Linked DNA regions of Rattus norvegicus: region 1 is linked to region 2. The links are chromatin contacts, called in public Hi-C maps. All regions are on one chromosome and are shown on one strand. Each heading gives the region's core, a stretch centred on a gene start, on an enhancer-like site or on the middle of the called end of the contact. The rest is flanking DNA. Distances are from core to core; before and after follow the strand shown.

What was found. A called contact is a pair of places that touch in the nucleus more often than the background predicts.
Region 1: a contact with region 2 is called in a Hi-C map of hepatocytes, with 2.4 times the contacts expected there. The contact joins the enhancer-like site here to the promoter of Tmem186 in region 2. A contact is called at or near these places in 4 of 12 Hi-C or Micro-C datasets (Schwann cells, hepatocytes and liver).

Annotation. Positions count from the first base shown.
Region 1 is chr10:7,692,036-7,695,875 of GRCr8, reverse strand. No RefSeq gene overlaps it. Among named protein-coding and RNA genes, the nearest start is that of Tmem114, 18 kb to the right of the region's middle. Within about 2 kb of position 2,090, at least 1 of the 93 cell types and tissues checked has an H3K27ac peak or open chromatin away from gene starts, as enhancers often do. A contact at or near this core is called in hepatocytes, where this site is marked.
Region 2 is chr10:7,486,935-7,490,962 of GRCr8, reverse strand. It overlaps Tmem186 (transmembrane protein 186), which reads right to left and starts at 1,364. Exons shown (of 2, transcript NM_001025756.1): 1 at 1,205-1,364. The coding sequence starts at 1,207. It overlaps Pmm2 (phosphomannomutase 2), which reads left to right and starts at 1,409. Exons shown (of 9, transcript NM_001106973.1): 1 at 1,409-1,526. The coding sequence starts at 1,473.

The sequences.
Region 1 (3,840 bases), core at 841-3,340, 200 kb before region 2:
CCTTGCCCTGATGGGATCATAAGAGCAGGAGGGCTGGCCCTGCCCCTCACCTGCTACAGCACTCAGGACAGCAGGCCCTGTGCCTCACTGGGCAGCACGGTAGAGCTGGATCTGGTTGTGAGGGCTCTGGCTCTGAGTGTGAGTGCAGGAGAGCCCTCCCTGCCTCTTGTCTACTGGGAGGTAGTGCTATTCGGGGAGAGATGCCCCATCCCTTCCCTCATCCCTCATCTCCTATTGCAGCAGGAGAGCTGGCCCTGGTGTCATGACATTAGGAGACTGGTCTCTGTCCCTCACTAGCTGTAACACTCAGGAGAACAGGCCCTGTATCTCGTCTGAGTAACAGGGTAGAGCTGTCCCTGGTTGCTGGGGCTACAAATGAACCAGCCCCCAAAGCAGGAGAGCTGATACCTCTAGGGCCCAGATCCAGGGCTTTGAATCGGCCCACCCCAACACCTTCCCTATAGATGAACGGCAGGAGTGCATGAAGGGGCCACTCCCACAGATCCAAAACTACAGAATCTCCATGACAGGTCAACAATAGGTTATCTGAGAGGAGTCCAGTGAGGATCCGGTACTGATAGAATAATGGAAGCCAGAGCCCTCATACCGGACCAGTGTGTCACTGCAATGAACAAGTGTGAACAAAAGGGTATATAAACTGTGGGACACACTGTGACACGATACAGCTTCCACAATGAGATTTTTTTTTCTCTGTTGGTGGGGAGGTTGCAAGGGTAGAGGGTGGGCATGAGGGGAGCAGGAGATGAGTGGGATTGGGGGGCTGGTGTAAAAGTACAAAGAACCAATAAAAAGCTGAAATCTTTGTTTTACAACTTTATTCCACCAGGGACCAATGAAGCCCAAACATTACGAGTTGGGTGCTTTTCTGTGACAATGTTAGATGACAGCAGTGGAGAGAGTCTAAGGACAGACCCAGGGCCTGTCTGCCACAAACCTCCACAGGCTCTCAGATCCAGAAGGAATTAGAATAGGACAGAATAGAGCAGAATGGACTATCAGCAGAATCCTGCCCCATTGTACGCCTTTTCCTCTGGTCAGGAGCACGGCCTGCAGCTAGCCCTTCTCTCTCACACCACATCTCTCCGTCCACTCCCCTTCATTGCCTCAAACATGTCACCTTGTCCCCACAGCAGCACCTTTTCTCTCTCCTGCCGCCGCCTGCGTGGTCTGCTGCTTCCTTACGCAGTCACCAGCTGAAGAGACGTCTCTCCCATCCAGCGGGTCACCTCGTCACTGCCTTTCATCATCTGACTTTAAGCACAGCCTGACTGCTGCACATCCCTGGACCGTACTTGTTGCCTGTTTCCCTGTGACAGGGTAAGGGCCCTTCCACCATCTTTTTGTTGTCTTTCCAGGTCTGTGACAACATATCTGGAGAAAAAGCAATTCCAAGTTGCTATCCATCGCTGTGGGGAAATCAAGGTGGGAACCGGAAGCAGCTAGTTGTGCTATAATGGGTCGAGAACAGAAAGCGATGGATTCGTGCAGGTTTGGGCTCAGCTCAATGTCTCTACTCGAATACAGTCCGCTGGGTCTTCCCACATTAACAAAGGGTTGGAGACAATCAGTCACAGAATCCCTCACTGAGACACTCTTCCCAGGTTTTCCACGTTGGGTCAAGTTGACAGAACCACCACCCACCAATGTGTCCCCAGGATTGACCCCCACATCAGATGTCCAGAAACAATGAACAAGTGAATTTCTCCTCTTCGACGCTCTTGGCTGTGCACTGCTTCACTCAGGAGTCTCCTCCACCTCAAATGTATTTATTAACCCGTAGTCCCGGAATATATTATCTTCAGCCTCTACCTTCAACCTCCAGTTGGGACTTCAGTCGTGAGGACCAAAACTGTCTCCAAAACTGTCCTGCTCTGTCCTGGAAACCTGGAGGTTTTAACAGCTTTCCTTAGCCCCTTTAGTTGTTCCTCTGGCGCAGTTCTTTGATGTGACCAGCAGATGGCAGCAAAGACCGTCCTTCTGGTAACAGCCTCTGCAAAAGTTTCCTCATGCTGGACTCCTGTCAGTCTCTAGCAGGGTTTGTTGGCCGGTGGGGCCTGCCTAGACTCTGTGTTTACACTTCTCCTGAGTAAACAGAAGATGTCCCAAGTCCTAGGTCCAGGGACAGAGAAGTGGGTGGTGCAGGTGTTGGCAGGAAAGCATTGACTGGTTTTGGAATTCCCATTGCAACCCTTTCCCTCCTGCTCCTCCTTATCACAGGCTGCCTGTGCCTCAGTTTCCTCATTTATATCCTGATGGATCTATCCCCACAATACTACATGTTTCCCATGCCTCTCTCCTCAACGTGTCAGCTCAGTGATCAAGGCTGGTCCAACAGTTGGTGCTCCTCACTCTTTCCAGTGTTCATTGACTGACTGACTGATGACTGATGACTGACTGACTGGCTGAATGTCATGCTGAGGATGATGGTGTCGTGGCTGAAGATTATAGCGCTCTGATAAAGTGGACGTCATTCTGAGAGTGGCATTGATGTCATGAAGTGTCGTCAGGGTTGTCTGAATGAGAATGGCCACCATACTTACAGGTTTGAGTATTTGACCCTCAGCTGGTGGGACTGTTTGGGAAGGATTAGGAGGTGTGGCCATGTTGGAGGAGGTGTGTTACTAGGGTTGGACTTTGAGGTTTCAAAAGCCCATCTATTTCCTGTGAGCTCTCTGTCTCCTACTTTTAGGTAAAGATGTAAGCCCTCATCTACCACCCCAGTGCTATGTCTGTCTGTCTGCTCCATGCTCCCTGCCAAGACAATCACACGCTCTAACCCTCTGAACCTGTGAGTCCCAGCTTTAACATGGTCATGGTGTTTGGTCACAGCAATAGAAAAGTAAGACAGTCCTTAGGATGTTGATGTCACTGAATCAACATCCTAAGGACTGTCACTTGATGGTGTCACTTGATGACAATGTCATTCGAGCATGGTGACATTGTGAAGATACGGTGTCATAATGCTAAGAACAGCGTTGTCCTCTAATAACACCCACCGATGGCTGTGAAACCCACTGACCCACTGGCAACTCCTGCAGCTCCTTCAGCCCAAGGATCCCATCTCTGGGCTGCAGTTCCCAGCGTCTCCTGCTGTACCAAGCTCCACCCACAGAGAGAGCACCCTCCTCTCAGGCTGGGCGAGGGCTGACACCTGGCCTTCAAGCTGGACACAGACACAGAGGTGACCATCTGCCATCTGAGGAGTAGACTGTGGTTTCCAAGACTGTTCTTTATAAGTTGTGACTGCCCCCTCCCCTCTTCCTCTGAGGGTCTCCTGACAACCCTGGAGAAGTACAGCGGACCAACACTGCCCAGCTGAGTGGTCCAGGGGGTCTCTAGCCTCTGGGATGCATCTGCTAACATTTCCAAATTCACTGAACCAGAAAACCTTTCCTATAAAGAATTAGGCAGGACCCTCCCAAGTCCTCCACTTCCCTCCTCCACCCCAACTCCCCTCACTTCCCTCTTCTCCACCCACTCTGTCACTCCCTACTTCCTTCCTTCACCCTATCCACTTCCTCCTTCACACCCTCAACCTTCACCCTCCCCACACCCCTCCCTAACCCTCTCCACTTTCCTCCTTTACCCCCTCCCTCCACTCTTCTCTCTCCCCTACCCGCTCTATCCACACATGCTGGCTGAGACTCACTCTGGGAACCTTCCCTCCTTGGTGCTGGGACCCCAGAGCTCTGACATCTCCCTGGTGCTACCCAGTGTCCTCCTGTCTGTGTCCAGGTTGTGTGAAGCTCAAGGCAACGTCTGAGGTAGAAAACCCCAGAGATGCTGGACGGGCAAGCAGGATGACTCCTGAAGAGTCGA
Region 2 (4,028 bases), core at 115-2,614:
TCTCCCAGAAAGGCTTCAACCAACCCTGGCAAGACACCGTGACTGCCAGAGGAAAGTAAGTGATAAAGCCAGAAGCTTTATTTTTTGTGGAATTCTACTCTAGATAAGTACCATTCTCCCATTTTTTACAACTAAATAAGCAAGCAAACAAAACAAAACCCTAATCCTAGCCAGTGAGATAGCCCATCTAGAACTGGGGCTTGCTACCAAACCGGGTGAATTTGATCCCTGAAGCCAACATGGTGGAGGAAGAGAAATTACTCAAGCAGGACATCCTGGACCCCTACATGCCATAGCACAAGTAAATGCACACGAACTAAACACACACACGATTAAAACAAATTTTAAAAAAGCATTAAAAAACAAAACAAAACAAAAAAACCAACAACACCAAAAAAACCCTAGGCCCTCCCCACCCCTGGCCCTGGCCCCAAGTGCAAGGAAACAAAAGCAGTCTCTGACACTCAGACAGGTCCTTTCCCCCGAGCAGGTCCAAATAAACATAGAAAACCTGTACGTCCAGCCATTCAACAGAGATGGGCCAACAGTGCACTTAAAACTTCCTTCCTTCCTCAAAGGGTAAATCAATCGGTGTCGGAAACCCACACAACAAAACCATGGGGTACTTATCACAGAACCTTTGCAGTCCTCTGACTGCCTTACACGCCAAGAGAATTTCTTCGCATGAATTAGCCTGGTTGGGAAGCAGAGAAGTGAGGCACGGAGGCCCTCAACACACTGCACAATGACTGTCTGGAATAAGTAGAAGAGTGAGCAAATTCTGGGCTTCAGAGTAAGAGGACACTAACTGTGCATCCTTCATCTTTCCAAAGAAAACCTCAGAATACGCTAGGGAGACATGGTTCTTTTTTTTTTTTCTCTCTCTCTCTCTTTTTTTCGGAGCTGGGGACCGAACCCAGGGCCTTGAGCTTGCTAGGCAAGCGCTCTACCATTGAGCTAAATCCCAACCCCGAGACATGGTTCTTAAGCGCTGAACTTGGTGTGCGCACTGGGACGATGAAGACCGTCCATGTGACCCAAGGGAAAGAAACAAGGCAGAGAAATAGCACGTAAAAATACACTCTGGCCTTCCACCGACTGATTTCCCGAGTGGGCAGCCCAGGTATCCTTCCTGCCAGTCGTAGGCCGGACCCGGTCGCTAAGTGCGGTCCCTCCTTTACCGCCCACCACCTGACATTCCTACCATGAGCCTGTCGCCTGCTACAGGAAGTACGCCGACCTTGTCCCCGGAAACTTGAAGGGCTCATGCGCGGGAGGTTAATGCGCTAACTCAAGGAAAAAAAAAAAAAGTACTACGGCTTGGGAACTGTAGTTCAAATTTTGTATCCGCCCCGAGTGTCCCGTAAGCCATTAGAGAATCTTCCCATCGTGCCTTGGAGTTCCGGGGCTCGGAGCGGACCCGGAAGTTCCGGGTGGAGTTCCGGGTGCCAACGAGTCTTCTGACTGGAGAAATGGCCACGCTCTGTCTCTTTGACATGGATGGGACCTTGACTGCCCCGCGGCAGGTAGGCGGCGCCCGGGGAGCTCCTGGTGGTGGGGCAGAGCCCTTGCTGCCCCAGACCGCCGTAAGGACTGTCCGGGAACCAGTAGACCTAGGTCCTGAGCGGGGTCCTGAGTGGGATGCGCAGGAAGAGGGGGCCAGAAAAGCCTTCCGAGTAGGAAACGTGTTCAGAGTCGAAAAGTTCGGGTCCGAATTTCTTCTAGGGTTCCTCGGGTCTGGTGTCCTGGATTGAACTCCAGCCTCCACCCTCTGACCTGCTGTGTCACCTCCCCAGCCCTGTCACCTCTGACTGTCTCTTCTAGTATATCAAGGGCAGGTTTTCAGCTGTCTGACCTTGAGCAAATGTCTTTCGCGGAGTCCTTGAAGCCCCTTTAAATGTGATGCTTAGGTGAGGATCACAGAGACTAATTAGAAAGTCCGGTGGGACTTCCTTCCGCTAACCGAACTTGTTATAGCCAAAGATAAGTTTGTGTGGGTTCGTTCTGGTGATGGCATTCTCTCTGCCTCCTATGCACAAATGCATGATTGAACAGAAATCATACAAATGAGAGTAGGCTCAAATAGCTTGGGTGTCGCCACCTCTGCCCCACCCCTTTTAGATTTCGTGGACTGTGTCCCAGAAGCCCCTGTAGTGTGTGTAACCTTAGATATGTCAGTCTATCTTTTTTTTAATTTTTTTATTCCTTTGCAATTACATGTGTACAGTGTATCCGATTGTATTCACCCCCCCCCCAACCTTCCTGTGCTCCCTATGGAGAACACTGACCCACACACCCTCTTCTGTTTTCATGTCCTTTTTAAAATTTTTATTTTAATACCTCTCTAAGTCCAGTTAGTGCTACACACACACACACACACACACCACACACACACACACACACAGCCATCCATCAAGTGATAGGCAACATATCACCCATGCTGAAATGTTAACTGGCTTGATCTTGTACAGGGAACCATGGTTGCTGAATTCATAATGTCCAGAAGACAGCATTTCGTTTACCACACTTCTCTCCATCCTCTAACTCATACATTCTTTCTGCCCCCGAGCCTTGGCAGGGTTGATAAAGGGTACTACTTATTCTTAGCACTTTGACCAGGTATGAGTCTGCATTAACCACTGCCCACTACAAAGAGAAACTTTTCTTACCAGGGTTGAGAGCAGCATTAATTATGGGTATAAACATAGATATTTAGAAGGCAATTTGACAAGATTTCCATTTAACAAAACAACAACCATAGGTTTCCCCACAGTGCCTATGAGCTCCACAGTCATAGACTTTTGACCAAGTACTGTACGAGGCATTAATTCCTTCCTGTGGAATCGGCCTTATATTCAACCAGGAAGTGATTTTGCTACCCCCAAAACAGTCATTCCACCATTGCACAAGCCAGTACACATTGCCCAGCAAGTCAGTGCTGTCTCGCAGGACCCATGGCTGGGAAATGCCCCAAATGACTTTCCTTCCACCGTGCTTTACATAGCACCTTCCAGCACTATGAAAGCTAAACATGCCAGTTCCAGCCTGATGTCTCTGTGTCTTGAAACTGAAGTGTGCAGTGTCTCCAGCAATATGGATTTACCATTTAGTTAGGGTGGGCGACCAAGAGCAATTTCAATAGCCCGTGTTATTTTGGGGTCCTAGTTCTCTCTGGTCAACAATATCCCCCCACACCTGGAACCAACGTTTTTGTTCTTTGTTGTTGTTTTTTAAATAATTCATGTCCTGTAGAAGACATTTGTATGTATACATACTTTACCAAGTAGTAGGTTTTCAGAAAGCTTTTAAATGCATCCTTAGTTGTAGTTGAACCACAACCCACCCTCTTCTGTCCCTCATTCTACTTTTCTGAGCCAGTGTGATCTGTCCAGTGATGACATTCCACTACCAGTTCTCCAGAGCCCTTCCTGACTTAGCTTCATTGCCCAACACACACTGGTGAGTCAAGCCAGTAGCTACATGGGCAGGTGGCATAGGGTTTTAATCCCTTCAGGGAGATTTGAAAGTTCAGGGCTAGCCTAGGCTATATAAAGTGTTTGAGACAAACCTTCAGAACTTAAAAGCCAATAGTAGTCTAGAGCCGGGAATCAGAATTCGTATTTTGTCAAGGGTCATATATTAAGTACTTTTGTCTTTGCATATGGCCTGCAGTAACTACTCAACTTTAGTGCAAAAGCAGCCATTGACCATATATAAAGAGTGACTATGTTCTAATAAAACTTGATTACAGAGGCCATTGAGATGTGGTCACCCCTAAGCCTTAGGACCTGAGTTCAATTCCTGGAGTCCACATGATGGAAAGAGAGAACCACCTCCAACAAGCTGTCTTCTGACCTCCCCTTGTACATTGTGGCACACATACATGCATACACATAATAAAAATAAAATTATTATAGAAACTGCTCTTCAGTTGGCCCAGGAACCATAGAGGTTTGGTTTGTTTCTTTGGGTAGGTTTTGGTTTTTCAAGACAGGGTTTCTTAGTGTAGCCCTGCCTGTCCTTGGATT